Regions from separate parts of the Mus musculus genome. Here all the other regions are linked to region 5. The links are chromatin contacts, called in public HiCAR-type, HiChIP or PLAC-seq, Micro-C and promoter capture Hi-C maps. All regions are on one chromosome and are shown on one strand. Each heading gives the region's core, a stretch centred on a gene start, on an enhancer-like site or on the middle of the called end of the contact. The rest is flanking DNA. Distances are from core to core; before and after follow the strand shown. Region 1 holds the start of Ankrd9 (ankyrin repeat domain 9). Region 2 holds the start of Eif5 (eukaryotic translation initiation factor 5). Region 3 holds the start of Cdc42bpb (CDC42 binding protein kinase beta). Region 4 overlaps Rcor1 (REST corepressor 1). Region 5 holds the start of Yy1 (YY1 transcription factor). Region 6 holds the start of Traf3 (TNF receptor-associated factor 3). Region 7 holds the start of Cinp (cyclin-dependent kinase 2 interacting protein).

Region 1 (3,040 bases), core at 432-2,931, 2.2 Mb after region 5:
CCAAACTGGCAGCTGATCTCGCACTGCCAGGTAGAAGGCGAAGGATGACTTCCGGCACTGCTTCTGCACCCGCAAGCGAGCTGCGCCGGGACCCTCGGGCCCTCCGTTGGCGCTGCGTCCAGGCCTGGTGTCCCACGGCATGCTGGCCTCCGGGAGTCTCAAAGCATGGGTCACACCACCCCAGACCAACCTGTGAGACGAAGTAGGGTCGAATGAATCGGGTCTGCCAGTCACTGCCCCCAGCTCTATTCTCTCCTGGACCCAGAACCATTCTTGAATTTCTGCACCTGCACTTCCTCTCTTGCCTGTGCTAGAGAAGGCTGGATCTGCTGGAGCCTTCCGTGTGCCAACCCTCTGCAGCCCTGGAACCTTCAAAAAGCGCTCCTTTCACACCTGAGCCAGGTCCTTCCAACTGCAAATAAAGAGGAACCCATGGGACATCGCAGAAGACTCAGGCTCACAGCACAAGTTGAGCCCAAATCACCCTCACACCCCCAAATCCAGCCCCAACTCTACTTCTACCCTGACCCCAAGAGACTACTCAAACTTCTTTCCAGGAGGGTCGTGGAGATTATTCACTTAGACCTACCTGGTTCCTGCAGGCGGCCCTGGGTTCTGTAGATGCAGGTATTCACTCTAACACACCAAACCTCATCAACAAGAAAGTGGTGGCCCAGGGCTGGCAGTGCGCCCGCCCGCAGCCAGAGTTGGAAAGTGGCTCTGGCTCTTTTATCCACAAACAATTTTCCTGCCCATCAGGAAGGAGCTCCTGGGAGGAGGGAAAAGGTGAAGTCAGTGGGGGGATTGGAGCATACACCACCTGCAGTCCTCTCGAGGTCCATCCACATGAGGCCGATACTGCCATCTCACTTTTCAACGGGGGACAAGCTAGTCCAAGGTCAGTCACCAAGTCAGGCTGAGCCAGGACAAGAGCCTAGGTCTCCTGCGTTCTGTTTGAGGGCCGTTCCATACACTGCAGACCCCAGTTTAAAAACCCTACCTCCACCTTGGGTCCCAAGCCTCAAACCTGAGCCCTGGCCATTCACCCTTGGTCTCCCTGCCCAAGAGCCCTACTGCCTCCAGCAAGGGTAAGCTCTAGGTTACAAGGGACCTGGGACAGCCAGAGGGCCTCGTCCACAGTGTCATGACCATTAACTGGGTTACAGAGGTGAGCACTATAGAGTGGGCTGCGGCAGACGCCCCTCTGAGGGGATTGGCATGACTGCAGCTCCTCCCGGAACCTGGGCCCCCTGCGCCCCAGATGCACTGTGTGGGCACGCGTGGGGTGCCGGGCGGGTTACGTAAAGTTCGGCCGCCCCACGTCACTGGGCAGAGTCACGGCCGCGGCTCTGTGACTGGAGCTTGGGCCGCCGGCCAGATCCTCCCTGACCCCTCCCGGGGCGCGCCCGAGTGTCTGCGGGCCGGTGGCCAGGATCAGGGGCTGCACCTGCGCACCGGGGCGCTCGGGGCAGGCGACTCACCAAGCCGCGCGACCCTGTCCCTGCGGCGGGCCGGAGCGCGCGCCGTCCATGCACGGGCGAGCAGACAGAGATCCCACGACGCCGGGAGCGGAGGCAGCGCCCGCTGCACTCTGAGCCGCCGCGACACCGTCTCCCGATGCCGGTGCTGGTGCCGCCGAGGGGAGGGCGGCGGGCGGCGCAGTGCGGCCGGGGCCGGGCAGGACCGCGGGACGGGCCGCCGCCGCCATTGGCTCACGCCGCCGGCCCCCGCCGCTACCCATTGGTCGTCGCGCTGCACCATTGTTGCGTCACGGGCCAGGGGGCGGGACTCTCAGAGGGACCCGCGGAAAACTTCGGAGAAACTTGAGGGCCCCGAGGTGGCGGGGTGGGGAGGGGTGGTGAGAGATGCCGGGCACCGGGCAGAGCTTGGAGGGCGGGACGTGATGGAGGCGGGGCGAGTCCCGGCAGGCTCCTGGAGCTGGATCTGTGCGGTCCTAGACTGCACACAAGAATAGGCTCCCTGGCTTGCGCTTGCGGCTGCTGCAAGAGTCCTGCTCTGGGCTTCCCTTGCTCTGACCCTCACTGACCTTGGGGAAACATCCAGCTGTTACCCCATCTGCGTGTGGGAAGGCCTAGAATAGGACTGAGCCCTTAAACTATTGAACCTTGCTCTGCCCTGCCAACGCCCTGGCATGGCTAGCCTCGGCTCCAATCTCAAAAGAAAGGCATGGATGCATGCGTGTATAAGAGCTGTTTATAGTGCCTATTGTGTCGTCTTCTGGGCTAAACGCTTTCTTTCACTTTGACTTTACCACTAACACAGGAGAAAAGGGGGGGGGGCAGAATTATGATGCCTGCTATGAGGTAGATAGTTATTTAAGTCCAGTGTGAGTTGGCACATATCTTTAATCCCCGCACTCAGAAGGCAGAGGCAGGTGGATCTCTGAACTGAAGGCCAACCTGGTCTAGAAAGCAAGTTCCAAGACAGCCAGGACTACAGAGAAACCCTATCTCAAAACACACACACACAGAGAGATAGAGAGAGAGAGTCGGTTGTCCAAAGAAAGGTACACTTTGGGGCTGTTTTTCACTCAGGCAGAACTGGGAGCATGTTCTAGCCTTCCCATGGCTGACCCTAGAGCCTGAGGGAGCCCCTGACTTCATCAGGGGTGTGGGAGTGCCAAGTCCATTCCAAATGCACAGATGAAAGCTGCCACGCCTGGACCTTGGGACTCTCACCCCACCTTACCAGAGGCAAGGATCCCCCTGATGAAATAGTTCCAAACTCCATTCACAGGCACGGCCAGTTTCTTTTCCACAATGCCCTTAGAGGCTCAGTTAGGGCCAAGGGTTCCTGCAGCCTCCATCCAAGCCCTTCCTCCTGCCTCTGTCCAGCAGACAGCTAGCACCTTCAAAGCAACCTCCCCTCCCCTACCTCAGAGCAAATGTGTATACAGCCTTCAACCCTCTTGGCTCCTCTGTGCCAGCAGGGGCTAAGGGACTTTAAGCTGGAGTCTCTCTCACCTGGCTCCTTTGAGTAGACTTAAGCAGGCATACGTGTACACACACGCACATACACA
Region 2 (2,700 bases), core at 151-2,650, 2.7 Mb after region 5:
ATGAAGTTAAACATCAGGCCATCGAACATACAGAAAAGACCACTTTGTATAGTGTTACCAAAAATACTTTTGTGAGACAAGCCTCTTACCTCGGACTGGTTTCACACCCTTTTCTGAGAGTTTCTAAAATATTGCCATTTGAGTTCAGCCAAGCAAAAACTCAATCTTTTCCAATACTGCCAAGTCATGATCCATGGCTCACAGAGGCACTGCCTGAGATCTTTCCACTTTAACGAGGGGGAACCTGGATAAGCACAGAGCCGTAAAAACTGTAGAGCCATGGACTGTGAAATAAAAGCTACAGAAGAGACACAAATCTTTCAGTTCTGCATCTTGTCTTTAGTCTCCCTCACGGACATGGTCAATTAGCTTTACAGAGCTTTTAAGTCATGGGGAAATAACCTTGGATTTGGGCAAAATAAAATTGATCTTTCCATTTTAACCTTGTTACAAATTCTACTGGCGTAGAACAAAGGGCAGCCCTTCTTCCACAACACTGCTCTTTCTCCCCATCCAGGAAACCAGGCAGCTGCTGACTAAGCCAGGCTGCTGCTCTCAGAAGCCCTGGGAAGGTGGAACAGGTATTTCTATATTATTAGTTGGACTCTGGGATGATTTCAACTCTCAGTCGAAACTTTTACCAAAAAAAGAAGTTTTTTTTTTCTTTTAAATAATGGAAGAGTGTCTAGGAAAGAAAAAGTCCGGGCTCCTCTTCCGAACATAAATTGTTAGTAAATAAAACACTGTTGCCTCCTCGGGTGCACCTGCAGGGAGTCACAGTCACCAACCAGCCTGGCCTTTACAGACCGGGCTGGGCTGGACGGGGTGGCCCTACGTGGCGACTGAGCCCCGAGGCGGGGGGATGGCCAAACCTCGAGGCACAGCCGGACCTGACTGGGGTCGAGACCACCCTAAGTTGCGCGGGGACCCAAGCTACACAAAAAAAGGTTTCTATCGTGGGAAACCTCAGAGCCACAACCGCGGAGTCTCGGCTCGGCGGCGGCTTGGCTCCCCGAGCTCAGGGAGAGGCACCATATGGGATGACAGGCACGGGCCAGGCAGCAGGAAGGGTGGTGGGAAAGAGGCAAGGGGAGCCGCAGTGTCGGGAGCCTCCTGGCGCGGTCCAGATGAGCAGTTAGATCACGCGTGGCCCACAGAGAAGCACCGTGGACATAGCCGGCCCGGCCCCGCCCCGAGAGAGGACTAGGCAGGCGCCATAGTGCCTGAACGCATAAACTCAGAGCGAGCCGGGCTATCGCGAGACCGCGAAGGCCTCTGGGAAGGACGGAGTTGGGGGGGGGAAGGGAAGGGAAGGAAGCTGGGACAGGCAGGAGGCGGGCCGAGACCACGAGTGGAGCCCCAGGAAGTGGAGGGCGGAGAAGCGTGAGATCGACGTGCATGCGAGCCAATGACAAGAGAAGTTGGGAGGGCCTGCGGCCAATAAGCGGTGGCTGCCCGGTACAAGGGGCGGGCTCCGGGGCCGAGGGTAGCTTGAGCGCGGCGGCGGCGTTGTTCAGTCAGAGCGAGAACATTCCAGAGGTGAGTCCGCGGGGGGCGGTGGCCCGCGCCCCTGCCCTGCGCTCCCGCCCCTCCACCCCGCGGGCCGCCGGCGGGGGCAGGCGCCGCCCGCCGCTCACTGCCTTGTCCCCGCCAGGTCGCCAGGCTCGGCGCTGCTGGTGTGGACGCGGACGTCGCTGGGACAGTCCCTCCCGCTGCTCGGCGGCGGCACCTGCCCAGCCGCCCCTCCGCTCGCCGCCGGCCCCGCCGCTCCGGACCCGGTTTCCAGCGCCTCTTCCTCCCAGTCCCGGGCGAGCCGCGTTGGGTTTATGTCTTTATTTGACGAAAACGGTGAGTCGCGGGCGGCGGGCCATGGCGGCGGCAAGATGGCGGCGCGGCCGCGTGACCCGCCGCGCGTGTGGCGCAGTTTGGGGGGGGCCGGGCCGTGCGGGAGCGCGCCCGCGCGCGCGCCGTGGCTGAGTCAGGCCCGGGGCGCGTTTGTGACTCAGGGAGGCCGCACCTCTGCCCCGCCGGCCGCCGGAAGGGGGAGGCCGGGCGACGGGCTGCGACCGTCGCGTAGCCATGGGGACGAGGGCGAAGGTCGGCCGTGCGCCGAGGGAGCGAGGGGAGGGAGCCCGGGCGCGGCTTCGGCCGTGGTCCTCGTGCTCCGACGGAGCCAATGGCTCCCAGCCTGGACTTGCCGCCCTGAAGCCCCCGGAGTCGCCGAAGCCGCCCCTCGGCGGTTGGCAGGTCCGGCTCGACGTTTCCCGTTTTACCACGATGGCAGCCGGGGGAGGCGCCATCGGCGAAGTTGGTGGCCCCCGGGCCTGAAGTGAGGGAGAGAAAGGGCCCGGATCCCCTTTTCGGCAGTTACAACGCTGTCGCTCGGCCGGGGCAACCCATGACTCGCCGGTGGCCTTTGATGTGACAATCTCCCGGCGGCTGAGGGAGCAGGGTTTGTGTTCCGTGTTGTCCTCCTCGTTTCGAGCAGTTTCCCTGCCAGTCACAACCCGTGTCAAAATGGTGGCCTCCTGGGTTCCTGGAGTTGTGCTTTGTTACATGGGGATGTCAGCTGTTTTCTCACAAGGACTCGGGCTGTTAGAGCTCGGAGTGTTAGTTGTGTGAGGGACTCGGGGACGGGAAGTTGTCCCGGGGAGGAGTGATGCTAAACCTGTAGGGTTGTTGTGTGTTTTCTCCTTTTCT
Region 3 (2,998 bases), core at 233-2,732, 2.6 Mb after region 5:
TTAGCCCAATGACGAAAGCAACCAAGGACAAGATTTACAGAGCTGGACCTGAACCTAAATCACACTTCCTCCTCCTTAGTCCTTGTGAGGGAACTGAGGGTCTTAAGGGGAAATTACTGTCCGGGTTGGTTGAAACCTTACACTGTAGCCTGTCTTGAGAACTGTCAATGAATGACTTAATCAAGCATTCGTCCTAATAAAGCACAATAGATCATCCGATCTATGATTACTGCATTAGATCCCTAGATGAACCGAATACCCAAGATCAGATGTATAAGTTTTTAAGTGACAGTTCTAGCTGTCACACACACCCCGAAATATCACCAGTCTGACACGGTTACAATTAGGGAGTCGGGGGTTGGGGGTGTTGGGGGAGGGTTCTTGTATTTTATATAAAACCTTTAACAGTTAAAAACTGCTCGGACGTGCTAAAAGAAAGGGATATTCAAGCCGTGGACATCAAGGGGAGGTGGACAGGCTGTCACCTGGGTGGAGTCCTAGGGGCTGGGCTGTGGAACGAAGCCTTCGGAAGGCCCACCGAGCAGGGGCGGGTGGTGAGGAGGTGCAAAAGGCACAGAGGCTGCCCTCCCACCCGGTAGAGTCTAGGGCTAGGAGGGGTAGCTCCAGGCTCGACTCTGGACCCCAAAGGCTAGTCCGGGGCGGGGGCAGGGCGGATATCCCAGGGAGCGCTGCAGGAAATGATATCCAGACTGGGAGGGTGGGTCTAGGAAGCGGCCAGGGCGATGGCCGGGAGTGGGGGGAGTGCAAACGGAGGATGTGGCTCCGGAGCGCAGAACCAGGGAGGCCCGGCGCGGGTGCGAGCAGTGAGAGGCGCAGGGGGGCGAGCGGCACCTTACTCACCCCACTCGAGGAACTCCGCCACATACTTGTCGCGGCGCAGCGCCGAGTGGCTGCACTCGGTGTAAAGGCACACCAGCACGTCCAGCAGCGTCTCCACGCTCAGGGCGCTATCGTTGCGCCACGGCCCGTCCAGGAGCAGCTGCTCCAGCTTCTTGAGCCGCACCTTGGCCGACATGGTGCCGCGCGGCCCGCTCCCCACGCGCCGGCCTCTCTCCGTCCGTGCGCCCCGGCGTCAGAGCCAGCACTCCCCGGCCCGGCGGCCGCGCACCCCGGCGTCCAGTAGCCGCACAGTCCTTGTCGTCGCAGCCCGGCCTAGGCCGACATCTTGGGCTCCGTCCCGGCGGCACCGAGTCTGGGGCACCGGGCCCCGCGGGTCCATGGGCCGGTCTCCTCCCCTAGGCGCCGCCCGCACGCCGTCCCCGCCCTCGGCGCCTGGCCGCGCCCTCGCGCGCGCCGTCACCGACCCGGACCGCGGCGGAGCCCAGCACCGCGTACACCCGGCCGGCGCCCGAGCCCCGACCTCAGCCCGGCCAGCCGCCCAGCCCGCGACCTGCAAGCCAACCAGGGCGCGGCCAGCGCGGCGCAGCCAACCACCGCGGGGCCGATCGCCGCCGCGCTGACCTCAGCGCGACGCCCCGCCCTCGGCCCGCGGCGATCCTCCGCTCTTTGGGCCTCGCGGTTCGCCGTAGGGACGGTGTGGGGCGGGGTACCCAGTGCGAAACCGAGATTGCGGGTGGCGCACGCGCACAGGAGCGCGGGCGGGGCGCCCAGCCGCGCTGTGTGCGCCCTGGGTCCCATAGTTCGGCTCTGTTCCCGATCCTCGGGACCGACCCTCGTGGCCTAGCGAGGCAGCTGTCCGGCGCGACCCCCGGGTCATTACTGCTGGGTTTCGGTTGAGCTCGTCTGAGCTGTGAACCGACAGTGCTCTGGGTCCCAGTGCGCACGGGAGACGCGGGCGGGGCACCTGCCGGGAGGCTCCGGGGTCCGCTGGACGCGCGCTCCCCACTGGGCACGCGCCGCTGGGGATGCGCAGTGCCCTGTCTCATCGGTTCAGAGTCTACCCCGTGACTGATTATTAGGGTGTCGACCTGGTGGGGAGTAGACTGTTGTCTCCAGGCGAGTCGCCGCTTTCACTCAGTTGGACGGCTCAGAAGGTTGATGTAAAACATCCCTTATGACATCCCCAACCTCCGCAGAGGAGGAGCCCTTTGTGGACCCCAAGGTTGCTTCAAAAGAATGGGGGCTTGTGGTGCAGCAGAGGCGGGGCAGGTGGGGTTTGGAAGCCGGAAGCTGAGAGGAGCCTGAGGCAAAGCGCAGGGTGGAAAGCCGAATGGCGACTCCAGCAGGAAGCGACTGAAGAGTCCCTGCCTGCTGGGAATGATGTATGACTTGGTTGGGGTTACGAAGCACACACATAAGCCTCCAAACTGCCCTCAAAATTCACGCGCGTCAGTATGTGTGTGTATCTAACTTAGTTTTTAAGACGCAGGCAAAATAGCCCGGTATTGTAGGTTGGATAGAGCGAACCCTTGTCAGATCTTTATTATTGTGAAGGAATCTATACACATATAAAGTATATTCACGAGTTACTGCATGTGTGTGATGCCCAGTTGTTTAAACTTAAAAATTAAAGCCCAAGAGAATCATCCTACCCAAAACTAAAGTCTGAGCAGCCAACTGCATTTTTTTTTCCTTGACAGCCCTCTTGCTTTTTCTTTGTCCCGTAAGCTTGCCCACGAGAGTGTCTTCTTTGGCTGGCCCTGTCACACTTCCAGCCACTCCCAACGGACAACTCTGAGTCCCTTCTCTGATTGCATGCTGCTGGACTATTTAATCCCTCCAAATTAGGACTTTGCCCTTGCACCCCGGTACCAGTCTGAGGTGCCCAACCCAACTGCCTTCAGTGCGTCTGCTCATCCCAGATCTGTTTCCGCACTGCCTTTTAGGACGCCGTCCACCCCTGGGACAGATCAGACCCAGGTGTACTCTGTAAGCTTCCTTTGAACTTGAAACAGTGAGTATACTTGCGTGGTGGCACATGCCTTTAATCTCAGCACTCGGGAGGCAGAGGCAGGCGGATCTCTGAGTTCGAGGCCAGCCTGGTTTACAAAGTGAGTTCCAGGACAGCCAAGGCTAT
Region 4 (2,936 bases), core at 338-2,837, 2.3 Mb after region 5:
CCACAAAAGTCAGAAGAGGACTTTTTAGTCACCCGGGACTGAAATTCTACATGGCTCCTGGAAGAGCAATGAGTGCTGCTGAGCCATCTCTCCAGACCTTTTCTGTTTTTCTAAATGCTTTTCCCAATTTAAAGTGTCTTGTAGCTCAAGATGCTTAAAATTGCTGTGTAGCATTGGATGACCTTTAACTTTTGATTCTGCTCTCTGTCTCCTAAGTAGGAGTGTGGGCGTACCAGGTTGTCCTTGAGTTTGTGACAGTTTCTGTTTCAGTCTTTCAAGTGCTAAGAGACAGTTTCACTATATAGCCATGGCTGGCCTGGGACTCATTCTGTAGGGCTTGCCAGCCTCAGGTCTAGCTGCCCTTCTCCCATGTGCTGCTGTTAAAGATGGATACATACTCTTTTGTTTGTTTGTTTTTTTCGAGACAGGGTTTCTCTGTGTAGCCCTGGCTGTCCTGGAACTCACTCTGTAACCCAGGCTGGCCTCGAACTCAGAAATCCACGTGCCTCTGCCTCCCCAGTGCTGGGATTAAAGGCGTGTGCCACCACGCCCAGCAAAATGGATACTCTTTAAACCTTAAAGATGTTTCTGGCTGACATAGATTTACTAACTTTTGAAACATGGTCCTTTGTATTTTATTTTGCATTTTTCAAATTATTGTATTTCTAAGATTGGGTATCTTTTTTACTTCAAAGCTTTTCTTTACATGTGTGTGTGTTTTCCCTGCGTGTGTATTACCATGCTGTGTGGGTGCCCATGGGGGCCAGAAGAGGACACCAGATACAGCTGTAGCTGGAGTTACAGATGGTTGTGACCAACCCCGTGGGCCCTGGAGACCTGGGGCCTCCGCAGTGGGTGCTCTCAGCTGTGGACCCGTCTTTATGACCTCTCTTCTAGGTTTTTCTTTCTATTTGCTTTAATCAGTGTAACTTTTGTTTTTTCATTTTTATTTGTGTGTGTGTGTGTGTGTGTGTGTGTGTGTGTGTGAGAGAGAGAGAGAGAGAGAGAGAGAGAGAGGGAGGGAGAGAGAGAAAGAAAGAAAGAAAGACAGACAGACAGACAGACAGAAAGACTGTAGAGAAAAAAAAAAAAGAGGCCAGGCGTGGTGGCTCACACCTTTAATCCCAGCACTTGGGAGGCAGAGGCAGGTGGATTTCTGAGTTCGAGGACAGACTGGTCTATAGAGTGAGTTCCAGGACAGCCTGGGCTACACAGAGAAATCCTGTCAAGTGTAGAGGCAAGAAGACAACTCTGATTCTTCTTGGGTGGGTTCTGGTGTCACATACAGCAAGTTGTTCTACCTGGTGGGCCACCTGACCAACCCACCTTTGCTGTTTTCTGTATATTGGTCATTTTCTTTCATTTTCATTGTGTTGTATGTTTTAATTGATTACATTTTTGGAGACAGGGTCTCATCATGTAGCCCTGGCTGGCATAGGCTGGCTTTGAACTCACAGAGATCTGCTTCCTGTCTCCTGAGTGTTTGGATTGAAGGTGTGAGGCACTGTGCCAAACTTGTATGTTATGTTTTGAAACAGGCTTGTGCTGTATTGTATTGGCAGACTGGGAACCAGCTGCGTAGCCCAGGCTGGCTGGTGACAGTTCTCCTTTGCCTCCTAGTATTGTTCTATGTATGTGCGAGCCACTGTGACCTTCTTTGGTGGCTCTTTTTAAAAAGTAATATCTTAAATCTAGACTAAGCTGACTGTGAACCTATCCTCTTGCCTCAAGAGCTGGATTTCTAAGGTATGCCGCCATTATGAATATGCCAGTGTCTCCCCCACACCCATCTTAACAGTTTAAGTTCATGTATTTGGTTATTAATCTCCTGTTAGTATTGTATATATAGCTTTTGTTTTCAATATTGAGCATTTTAAAGTTTATAAAGTTATGTATTTGATTATTAGTTTTTTATTAGAGTTACATATATAGTTTTTGTTTTTAATATTGACTGTAGGGGAAGGATTTTAATTTCTTTGATTAGGAAGGAATAAATATTTCTTGATTGGGGTTTGTACTCAAAAGACTGGTGTTGGTGCATAGCCCCTGTAAATATGTCACTGTAGACTCCCCGTTTCTGAGGTTCATATCTCCAAGAATTGAGACTTTTGGGTATTTTCAGAGCTAATCCTCTTCGGCTTATGTTGGTTGCTATTAACTGGTTGGCCCAGATTACTGTGCCAGATGCGAAGTTCTGGTCTAGTGCCTGCCTAGCAAGCAGTTACAGTAGCTCATTAATGGTTAAAGTGAAGGCTTTTCTGGAATTGCCAGCTATTTTCTCAGAAGGGGTTAAAGTGCTGTGAGTTTAACTAAATCCAGCTGCCTTGGGCATTTGCCACTGGTATGTAAGAGAAGGGGAGTGTGTGGCTCAGGAGATAGAACTTGAACAGGAGATTGCCAAGAGTGACCTGGCATTGCCAGATCAGTTAGTATTTATTTATTCCAGGATTGTTTGAACACCATTAGATTACTTAACCCTTCCCAAAGTTACACCAGGGAAAGTTATTGTCTTCATTTCCTGTATTCAGATACCCAAATACTAAGTAATTTAGTTAAGTTATGGTTTAGTCTGAAAATATTCAGTACCTTATTAACCCAGTCTTAAATTGTCATTAGCTTTAAGAGACTTCATTAAGAATGGGGTAGGGCCTAACCCTCATCCTATCTCTTTAATCCCACCACTCGGGAGGCAGAGAGAGGCAGGTGGATCTCTGAGTTCCAGGACAGTTAGGGCTATACATAGACATCCTGTCTCAAGAAAAACAAAAAACAAAAAGGGAGGGAAGAGCTTATTAGCAACATAATCATTAACAGAAAGAATTTAGACCAGTGTTAATCCAGAAACATCTTTAAGGAAAACATTTGGCAGCAGTGTTTGGCTGCATCCATAGATTAGTTCTGTCCTTGTGACCTAAATGGCTGGACTGTATGTATGT
Region 5 (2,700 bases), core at 157-2,656:
ACCACACCTGGTCTATCGAAAGGAAGCACAGAAGAAACACTTCACTACAATGTATCTTAAGCAATTTGATGATTTGAACAAGGAAAACCTAAGCTGTTACTTATAATAGGGAAATCACAAAAGACATGGAATTTTCAAAGAGCTAAATGCAAAGACTATTTAAAAGGAATATTTTTAAATAGTCCTTTTCGGCAAAAGGAATGTTTATGAGCGAGGAATAGGCGAAGCCTGTGTCAAGTTATTCAAAGATAGAAGGGAGTTTTCAGAAAGCTACAATAGTGGAGTCGCTCGACAGGAGCAGCCAGACCCTTCGTTCCAACAGGCACCCAACGGCTGGGTCTCCGGTTTCCGCGGGTCATAAAAGAATAACGGACACACTTCCAACGGTGAACCCTAGGCTGCGCGCGCCGCTTCCGCTTGCCGCGGTCGCCTTCGCGCGCCGCCCACCGGCACGCGACCAAAGAGCCCGTGGCAGCACACGGTCGGCTACGCCGTCCGTGCCGCTACCGCACGAGACCCCGAGTAACGAGTAAAGGCAAAACGAACGGGAAACCAAAAATCAAGCACAGGCGTTTCTCGTCAGAGCAGACTTTATTGCGGCCACGCGGCCGCCGGTCGCACGCCCCGCCGGCAGCACGCCAGCCCCAGGCGCGCGCCCCCCTTCACCCCAGCTCGTTACCGTGCGCCTGGGTCGCGCGGAAAGTTCGCCGGCTCCCGAGGCGTAAGGCGCAGCGCCGACGCCCCACTCCTGTCAGCGACTGGGGCCCCGGAGCGGCACTTTTGTCACTGTTGCACCGCGGACGCCGGGGTTCGCGCGACGCCGAGCGCCGTAAGGCGACGGCGGCGCGGAGCTGACGTCACGCGCCGGGGGGGCCAGCCAGCGCGCGTGCGGGCCGCCACGCCCCCTACCCCAGCGGGGGCCCCCCCAATCGGGAGGACCCTGGTTGGGAGTAGGCGGGGCCCCGGCGCCTCGAGGGGCCCTGCGATTGGTAGCGAGGGAGGAGCGAGAGCCGGAACAGCGAGTGGGGAATCGGGGACGGGGCGGGGCCGAGAGCCCCGCGGAAGTCTCGCGAGGCCGAGCCGGAGCAGAGTGTGGCGGCGGCGGCGGCGGCGAGATCTGGGCTCGGGGTTGAGGAGTTGGTATTTGTGTGGAAGGAGGCGGAGGCGCAGGAGGCAGGGGGCAGCGTAACGCCGGCCCGGAGGGCGGGAGGAGGCGCGGCCACAGCCAGGGCAGGCAGCCGAGGCGAGGCGAAGGCAGGCGGGGAAGCAGGACAGGCAGCGGCCGAGCGAGCGAGCGAGCCAGCGCGGGGCGCACCGATCTCGGGAGGCGGGGAAGCCCCGCGGCCGCCGCGCCCGCCCCTTCCCCCGCCGCCCGCCCCCTCTCCCCCCGCCCGCCCGCTGCCTTCCTCCCTCTGCCTTCCTTCCCCACGGCCGGCCGCCTCCTCGCCCGCCCGCCCTCCCTCCCGCAGCCCAGGAGCCGAGGCCGCCTGCCGCGGCGGCCGTGGCGGCGGAGCCCTCAGCCATGGCCTCGGGCGACACCCTCTACATCGCCACGGACGGCTCGGAGATGCCGGCCGAGATCGTGGAGCTGCATGAGATCGAGGTGGAGACCATCCCGGTGGAGACCATCGAGACCACGGTGGTGGGCGAGGAGGAGGAGGAGGACGACGACGACGAGGACGGCGGCGGCGGCGACCACGGCGGCGGCGGGGGCGGCCACGGGCACGCCGGCCACCACCATCACCACCACCACCACCACCACCACCACCCGCCCATGATCGCGCTGCAGCCGCTGGTGACGGACGACCCGACCCAAGTGCACCACCACCAGGAGGTGATCCTGGTGCAGACGCGCGAGGAGGTGGTCGGCGGGGACGACTCGGACGGGCTGCGCGCCGAGGACGGCTTCGAGGACCAGATCCTCATCCCGGTGCCCGCGCCGGCCGGCGGCGACGACGACTACATAGAGCAGACGCTGGTCACCGTGGCGGCGGCCGGCAAGAGCGGCGGCGGGGCCTCGTCGGGCGGCGGTCGCGTGAAGAAGGGCGGCGGCAAGAAGAGCGGCAAGAAGAGTTACCTGGGCGGCGGGGCCGGCGCGGCGGGCGGCGGCGGCGCCGACCCGGGGAATAAGAAGTGGGAGCAGAAGCAGGTGCAGATCAAGACCCTGGAGGGCGAGTTCTCGGTCACCATGTGGTCCTCGGGTGAGTGCAGGCGGCGCGCCGCCGCTCGGGATGTTTTTGTTTTGAAGGGAAGCCATGTTTTATGTGTGTGATGGGCGCCGCCATCTTCTCCGCCCGGGCAAGTATGGCGGCCCCAAAAGATGGCGGGGGCGGCGGGCCGCGAAGATGGCGGCGCGGGGGAGGGGCGGCGCCCGGCTAGGCCGCAATGGCGTAGTTTGTGCGAGCGGAAGCGGGCTGGGGCGGCGGGCGGGGAGGGAGGGGCCAGCGCCCCTCCACGCCCGAGCCAACGGACGTGCGGCGGGGCCGGTTGAGGGCGCCGCCCCGCGCCGGACCACCCGCCGGGCGTTGACAGGGCCGTGGCGCAGGGCGGACGCGCGCCGCTCCCCCGCCGTCCCCCGGGGGCTGTCGGGGCCCCGCCCCGCTCGGCTCCGCTCAGCTCGGCCCCCTCGGACGCGAAGCGTCTCCCCGAAGCCCTTCCCGGAGCGGGCGGCGCATAGCCCCGCCGCAGCTGCCCCGCGGT
Region 6 (2,775 bases), core at 44-2,543, 2.4 Mb after region 5:
GAGAAAGGTGCCCTGGACAGGGCTGGGGTCGAACAGTAGAGGTCTGAGAACACGGTTAAAGAAGGCAGGGGCACTCTGAGCATTCCGGGCCATTAAAGACACCCACGAGGGGAAAGGGGCTAATAGTGAGCTCCAGGGTCCTCATAGATGGGACTGTCGTTCTAGCACTGTTGCCTTGGGGAACCCTGGATCTGACCTGACTCTGAACTCAGAACTGTGGCCTGTGGCCCAGATGAGGGCGCCACTGGCCTAGCTGAGCCTGGCTAGCAAGGCCTATGTGGGCTCTCGAACAGGCACCTGTTGGGCTACTGCATTCAGAGATGTCCTGTCAGACTATCCAGGCTTCTAGAACATTCCATGAGGTAAGCTGGACAGAAGATGCTGGACTTCCTGCGCAGCCTGGTCACACTGGTCTCCGTTCCAGCCTAGGATCCGACAAACTTTATTGAGAAGGGATGTGTGAGCTTCCAGATGACTTGGAAACAATCATGGCCTCTTTGCTCAAGTGTCTGAACTTTGTAAGGATAGACCCCCATTTGCTCCCATCTTGCCATGGCAGTAGGGACATCTGGTGGGGCCCTGTGACCATGAGACAGCAAGATGAAGCTGCTGGAGAAATGGGTGTCCCTGGCTTAGAGAAGTACCCAGGACAAATTGGCCACCCTGTCCACACAGGGCAGATCCACTTCGGGTGGGTATGTAGGGAGCCGAGGAGGACTCTGCTAAACCCCTAGAGCTGGGTCAGATGGTACCAGACCCGCCTGTGAGCATACGAGGGGCATGTGTGAGGGTGGCATGGCTGTGTGCTAATGTGGACTGTGAGACCTGCCCGCCTGCCTGTGAACTCTGTCGGTGAAGATGTGTGTTCTTGGACAGGAGACACTAGGAACGAACTCTGCACGCGTGTCAATGGGCGCCCGCGAGTGAGTGTCTTCTACAGGTGCAAGGACCTGAGTGCCCGAGTAGGCGAGACTGTTGGGCCGCCCGTCGAGGTGGCAAGGCGAGGAACCTTCCTTGCTTCCCCTCCGCTCGACTGGCTTTTTGACCCGGAAAGACCGGGACGCGGGCGGGGCGCGAGGGCGCGCGCGCGCGCGCGGAGGGGCCAGGGCCCTGAGGGCCTGGGGCGCGCGCCGCCGTTGCTAAGGCCGGCGGCGAGCGCGGGGCCGAGGGTCCCTAGCAACGGGCGCGGGCGCGCGCCAGCCGAAGGGGATGAGGGGGGGGGCGGGGAGGCGCGCGCGGGCGGCGGGGGCGGGCGCGCTGGGGCGCGCGCCCAGGCGGCCCGCGGGGATTTCCAGCGCGCGAGAGGAAGTGCCAGCGCGAGGGTGCGTGAGGCGGCGCGGCCGGCGGCCGCCGCGTGCGCGAGCCGGGTTGCAGCCCAGCAGGGACTTTCCAGCCGGCGGCGGCGGCGGCGGCCGCCGGCCCTTCCCCGCCCCCCGACATGGGGCTGCCCGGGGAGCTGGACGCTGCAGAAGGCGGCGGAGGATGCGCGCGGCGCCCCTGAGCCGGCCGAACGGGCGGGCCTCGGGGTAAGGTCGCGGGCCGGGGGCGGCGGGCGGCGGGGCGGCGGGCGGCTCCATCCCGGCGGCGGCCCCGGGCCCGGCGGGTCCTTCGCTGCCAGGCCCGGCCGCCTCACCGTCTGCGGTGCGGCCCGCCCGCCGCCCCAACTTTGGAAACTTTGTGTGTGCGGCCAGCTCCGGGCCCGAGGCGCCGGCGCTCCGGGCAGACGGGGCAGGCAGGCCTCGAGCCCTGGGTGCCCGCCCCGAGGGGTGCCGAGCCGTCAGCATCTCCGAGGCCCGGGGCTTTGGCGCGGTGCGGAGCGGCGGAGACAGGGTGCCCGCATAGATGAGCGTGCTCGCCCTGGCTGGTGGAGGTGGGTTTTTGAGCCATTATTTAAAAGTTTATACTGAGTCATTGCTCTGCAGATGAATGACTGATTCATAGTCGGAGAGCTGCAGAGAGGCTGGAAGGCAGGCGGTTCTGGGATCCAGCTGGGGCCGAATGCACACCTTCCACCTTCGATTAACACCAAAGGTCAGAGTGGGCTCCCCACGGGCGAGCCATTAAAACGATCCTTGCCGCGGGGCTTGCAGGTTTTGGAGGCGCCAGGCTATGGCTCATGTACGTTTCGCCACGTTTCTACACTGTCATCACCACCGGTTGGGGACCCGGGTATCAGGATTAGACCTTTAGAGAGAATTCTGCGTGGACAATTCTTTACCTTTAATTTAAAACGGCAACAACATGCAAATGGGTGAAGTGTTGTGGACGTGCTCTGAAATCGAAGAAGCATTCAGATTAATGATCGGTTGAAGGAACTGATTTTATTTTCACGGCTTTTGTACTGAGCTTTGACTCAGTTTTGAGAATGAAATAGAAGGGTGTGTGTGTGTGTTACGTACACACATTTGTAAGTATGCTCTTTTTTTGTGGAGTCTTAAAGGGTTTATCGAGTGTTGTATTGTCATCTTAATTTACATTCACAGCATACAACTGAAGAGGAGCCATAATTTTTTTTTTTTTGGTAGCATTTCTGTGACTAGATACACAAGTGAAATCTTTAGAAATGCTGTTTTGTATTGTGTGTAAAATGCTTATATGTAGAAATTGTTCAGGGGAACCCTCAGTCAGCTCTTAAAACCTTCTGGTGTTTTTCAGATCTTGGAAAATGGCCTGTTGAAAATACTGCATCATTGTAGGGTGTTTAGCAAAATAGTGTACAGCCATCCTTTACTTAAAGGAGAGGAAATGTTTCCCTTTTCGCCATATTGTGACATC
Region 7 (2,920 bases), core at 9-2,508, 2.1 Mb after region 5:
AAGATACCATGTCCTCTTCTGGCCCCTGTGGATACAGCTGACACATGGTACGTTTACATAAATGTAGGTATTATACACGGAGAAGAAAATCCTAGGAAAAAGCAAGCCAGTAAGCAGCTATTCTTCATGGCTCCTGCCTCTGGTTCTGCTTGGGTTCCTACCGAGTTCCTTCATAGATGGATTGGGACCTGGAAGGGTAAGACAAATAAACCCTTTCCTTCCCAAGATGCTTTTTGGTGACGGTATTTTACCATGGCAACAGGAAGCAAGTTGAACAGTTATTTCCATCAAGAAGTCTTCCTGGACTCTCCCCCCCCAACCCCCGCCGCCGCCGCCCCCACTTCCACCCCTGGTTGCATTACGAGTCACTGCAGTAGACATATTATCTCCTATTCGTTGGCTGTCATCACATCCCCTAGTGAGTCAATTTCTTCTATTTCTTAATTCTATTTTCTCCGCAGGACTGAGTTCAACCACAGTAGGAGTTATGTCTTGTTCCCTCCCATAACTTGCACACACAGCTGATTGAGAATCAAACGGGCTCCATGGAGGAACTGCTCTCACCTCCTGCATTACATTCGTCCTTCTTCGGTAGGGGTCCCTAAGGGTGAGGATCACGGCTGACTAAGTTTGCCGGACCCACTTAGGAACCAAAAGCACAGCTCTGACTTCTAGACACTCAGAGACAAATGGGGAGATGTCAGTAATGTGAGTCGCAGGGCAGCTGGTAGAGAGAGAGGCACAGCAGTTTAGCTGCTTACCTCTTGTAAGCTACCAAAGCAAAACGGGACTCAGCAAGCCATACGCTAACGCACTGACCCATGCGACACGAACCGACAGAGACAGCCTTTATTACACACTGCAAGCTCCACGGCCCGTCTTACTGAATGCCGGAGTTTAGGGAAGGGTTCTCCGAGGGGCTGGCACGTCAGGCTTGGCTCCAATGTGCTCAGGGATGCTCTGAGCGTCACACCACTGACACTTCACGCACATCACCGCACTCAGACGACACTCACACCGTAATGAACAAGGCTCCCGGCAGCCCACGAGGTCCAGGCGCGCCCTGCATGTCACGTCGCGCGCGGACTCATGACCTCCCCCACCCACCCTCCCACCCCTCATGACCACGTCCACGACCTGCAGCCCCCACAACTAGGGAAACACAGCACTGTCACGCACCTTCCATGCGGCGGCCCACAGGTAGATTCCTGAGAAGACCCAAAAACCCGCCTGCGAACTGAGGAAGTGACGTCACTTCCGTCCTTGGGCCCGCCCACACTTGTGGCTCTGCCGCTCTAGCCCTCCGCGGAGTCACTGCTACTCTCTGAGGCCTAACCCGTTGCCTAGGCAACAGGCTCCCAGCAGCCCCTGCGGCCCGGAGTCCATCCCGCCTCCTCCGGGTTGGCGGGGCTGAGGTGTCCTGAGGGGCTGCCGCGGGAGGTGAGTTCGGGAGCGCGCGGGCGGGTGCCGGACGCCTCCGACGTCCCCGACGCCGCCCCTCGCCTTTCCTCCCCCTGGCAGAGCCGCCTTCCCCTGTCTCAGCCCCTCAGCGTCTCCACAGCCGCGTCGCCGTCCCCCTGGCAGCCGCCGCACGCGGCGCATCTGTCAGCCGGAGTCTGTGCAGAGCACCGGGCGTCGCAGCGTTCGCACACCGCCCCGGGCCGCCCTGGCGTCCCGGCTCCCCTCGCTCCTCCCCTCCTGCCCCACCCTGCATCCCTCTCGCGGCCGGCTCCAGGCTCCTCAGCCTGGAGATTGACATTGCGTTCTGTTCTGTCCCCCCGATCCTCAGCTGGATCCCTTACATTGCCGCTGGCTTGGCCGCCCAGTAGGAGTTGAGTAAGGGTTGGTTAAATGGATACCGAATGCCTCCCGGTGTGGCCCCCGAGGCGGAATGGACAGTGAATGGGGTGACCCTGGGTCAGACTCGGGGTCAGGTCATTGCGCTTCCCCTTCCTACCCGTTTACTGGAGCAAGTGTCAACTTCCTAGCTTCAGTTTCGTCATCCGTAAAATGATAAGTTTTTATCTTGGGATAGTGGAGGATTAAATGGGTCAGTGCATGCATGCACAGCCGACCGTCCAGGGTCTGACTGAATATGATCAAGGTTAGTCTCTGCTGTCACCCACACGGCTCTGTGGGCTTCGCTGCTTTTTCCTCTAGTCCCTTAAGTCTCTGGTTTCCCATTTCTTTCCATCTCCGTCTTTACTTTTCTTTCCTACCCTTTGTGCTTCCTTTCTTTCTCACCGATATTCAGGTATTTTTCTGTTCCATTTGTTGGCAGCATGTGAGGTGTATCGTTTTGTCGTTGACTGGAATGATCATTTGCAGCCAAGGTTTTGAAAACTTTTGGAGCAGGGAGTTGTGGGAAATCAGGTCCTAGGTATGAAGTTGCTCTAGTCTCTTATCGCCAGAGAGTCCTTGTCTTCGAAGCTGTTACACTTTTTGTACCTACTCGCACCCAGCTGTAATGCTGATATACCTGTGATCATTTTGTTTGTTTTTGCAACCTGACTTACAGCCCGTGTTTGTTCATTCATTGAGTGTTTACTAGACTTCCCTCATGCCAGTTGCTGGGCCAGGCCCTAGGGGTGTATGCTTACACTTCACACCTAGTCACTCCCTCAGGAAGGTTGGAGTCTAGCTCTTGAGATTTCAAACCTGAGAATCCCGTCTGGTTTGGGAATCATGGATGGGTAAAATGAAATAAAGTCCTTCAGGGGTTCACTCCCCCCCCCCACCCCGTAACTTTTAAAAATCGTGTTTTATGTGAATGGATGTCTTGCCTCCATGTGTTTTTGTGTACCCACGTGTGTGAAGTGCCTACTGAGGTCAGAAGAGGGTATCAGATGCCCTGGAAGTTAGCTGCCATGTGGGTGCTGGGAATTGAACTCTGGTCCTCTGGAAGGGATACCCTGTGTTA

The links. Promoter capture Hi-C pulls out the DNA fragments that hold promoters and counts their contacts. A called contact is a pair of places that touch in the nucleus more often than the background predicts. HiCAR-type assays count read pairs that join an accessible place to other places. HiChIP or PLAC-seq counts read pairs in DNA pulled down with a chosen protein or histone mark.
Region 1: a contact with region 5 is called in an H3K27ac HiChIP or PLAC-seq map of extraembryonic endoderm stem cells, with 6 times the contacts expected there. The contact joins the promoter of Ankrd9 here to the promoter of Yy1 in region 5. A contact is called at or near these places in 2 of 115 datasets of contacts at active chromatin or transcription factors (embryonic forebrain and extraembryonic endoderm stem cells).
Region 2: a contact with region 5 is called in a promoter capture Hi-C map of pre-B cells, with 5 times the contacts expected there. The contact joins the promoter of Eif5 here to the promoter of Yy1 in region 5. A contact is called at or near these places in 2 of 39 promoter capture datasets (hippocampal neurons and pre-B cells) and 1 of 115 datasets of contacts at active chromatin or transcription factors (thymic regulatory T cells).
Region 3: a promoter capture Hi-C map of hippocampal neurons shows a contact between it and region 5, with 4 times the contacts expected there. The contact joins the promoter of Cdc42bpb here to the promoter of Yy1 in region 5. A contact is called at or near these places in 3 of 39 promoter capture datasets (3T3-L1-derived adipocytes, cranial neural crest and hippocampal neurons).
Region 4: a contact with region 5 is called in an H3K27ac HiChIP or PLAC-seq map of large pre-B cells, with 3 times the contacts expected there. The contact joins the enhancer-like site here to the promoter of Yy1 in region 5. A contact is called at or near these places in 4 of 39 promoter capture datasets (the 3T3-L1 cell line, 3T3-L1-derived adipocytes, hippocampal neurons and 1 more), 1 of 484 Hi-C or Micro-C datasets (muscle stem cells) and 1 of 115 datasets of contacts at active chromatin or transcription factors (large pre-B cells).
Region 6: a contact with region 5 is called in a Micro-C map of embryonic stem cells, with 4 times the contacts expected there. The contact joins the promoter of Traf3 here to the promoter of Yy1 in region 5. A contact is called at or near these places in 1 of 39 promoter capture datasets (pre-B cells), 1 of 484 Hi-C or Micro-C datasets (embryonic stem cells) and 1 of 115 datasets of contacts at active chromatin or transcription factors (embryonic stem cells).
Region 7: a contact with region 5 is called in a HiCAR-type map of astrocytes, with 6 times the contacts expected there. The contact joins the promoter of Cinp here to the promoter of Yy1 in region 5. A contact is called at or near these places in 3 of 39 promoter capture datasets (cranial neural crest, frontonasal cranial neural crest and hippocampal neurons) and 5 of 115 datasets of contacts at active chromatin or transcription factors (astrocytes, embryonic stem cells, large pre-B cells and 2 more).

What each region holds. Positions count from the first base shown.
Region 1 is chr12:110,977,359-110,980,398 of GRCm38.p6, forward strand. Ankrd9 (ankyrin repeat domain 9) reads right to left here and starts at 1,682. Exons shown (of 3, transcript NM_175207.5): 1 at 1,482-1,682; 2 at 590-769; 3 at 1-190. The coding sequence starts at 141.
Region 2 is chr12:111,536,701-111,539,400 of GRCm38.p6, forward strand. Eif5 (eukaryotic translation initiation factor 5) reads left to right here and starts at 1,401. Exons shown (of 12, transcript NM_173363.5): 1 at 1,401-1,539; 2 at 1,655-1,848.
Region 3 is chr12:111,376,236-111,379,233 of GRCm38.p6, forward strand. Cdc42bpb (CDC42 binding protein kinase beta) reads right to left here and starts at 1,483. Exons shown (of 37, transcript NM_183016.2): 1 at 862-1,483. The coding sequence starts at 1,036.
Region 4 is chr12:111,048,139-111,051,074 of GRCm38.p6, forward strand. All of the region lies in intron 2 of Rcor1 (REST corepressor 1), which reads left to right. Among named protein-coding and RNA genes, the nearest start is that of Rcor1, 10 kb to the left of the region's middle. Within about 2 kb of position 1,588, at least 16 of the 459 cell types and tissues checked have an H3K27ac peak or open chromatin away from gene starts, as enhancers often do.
Region 5 is chr12:108,791,891-108,794,590 of GRCm38.p6, forward strand. It overlaps Yy1 (YY1 transcription factor), which reads left to right and starts at 1,407. Exons shown (of 5, transcript NM_009537.4): 1 at 1,407-2,201. The coding sequence starts at 1,523.
Region 6 is chr12:111,165,077-111,167,851 of GRCm38.p6, forward strand. It overlaps Traf3 (TNF receptor-associated factor 3), which reads left to right and starts at 1,294. Exons shown (of 12, transcript NM_011632.3): 1 at 1,294-1,526. All of the region lies in intron 2 of 4930595D18Rik (RIKEN cDNA 4930595D18 gene), which reads right to left.
Region 7 is chr12:110,887,887-110,890,806 of GRCm38.p6, forward strand. Cinp (cyclin-dependent kinase 2 interacting protein) reads right to left here and starts at 1,259. Exons shown (of 5, transcript NM_026048.4): 1 at 1,180-1,259. The coding sequence starts at 1,186. Tecpr2 (tectonin beta-propeller repeat containing 2) reads left to right here and starts at 1,378. Exons shown (of 20, transcript NM_001289510.1): 1 at 1,378-1,440.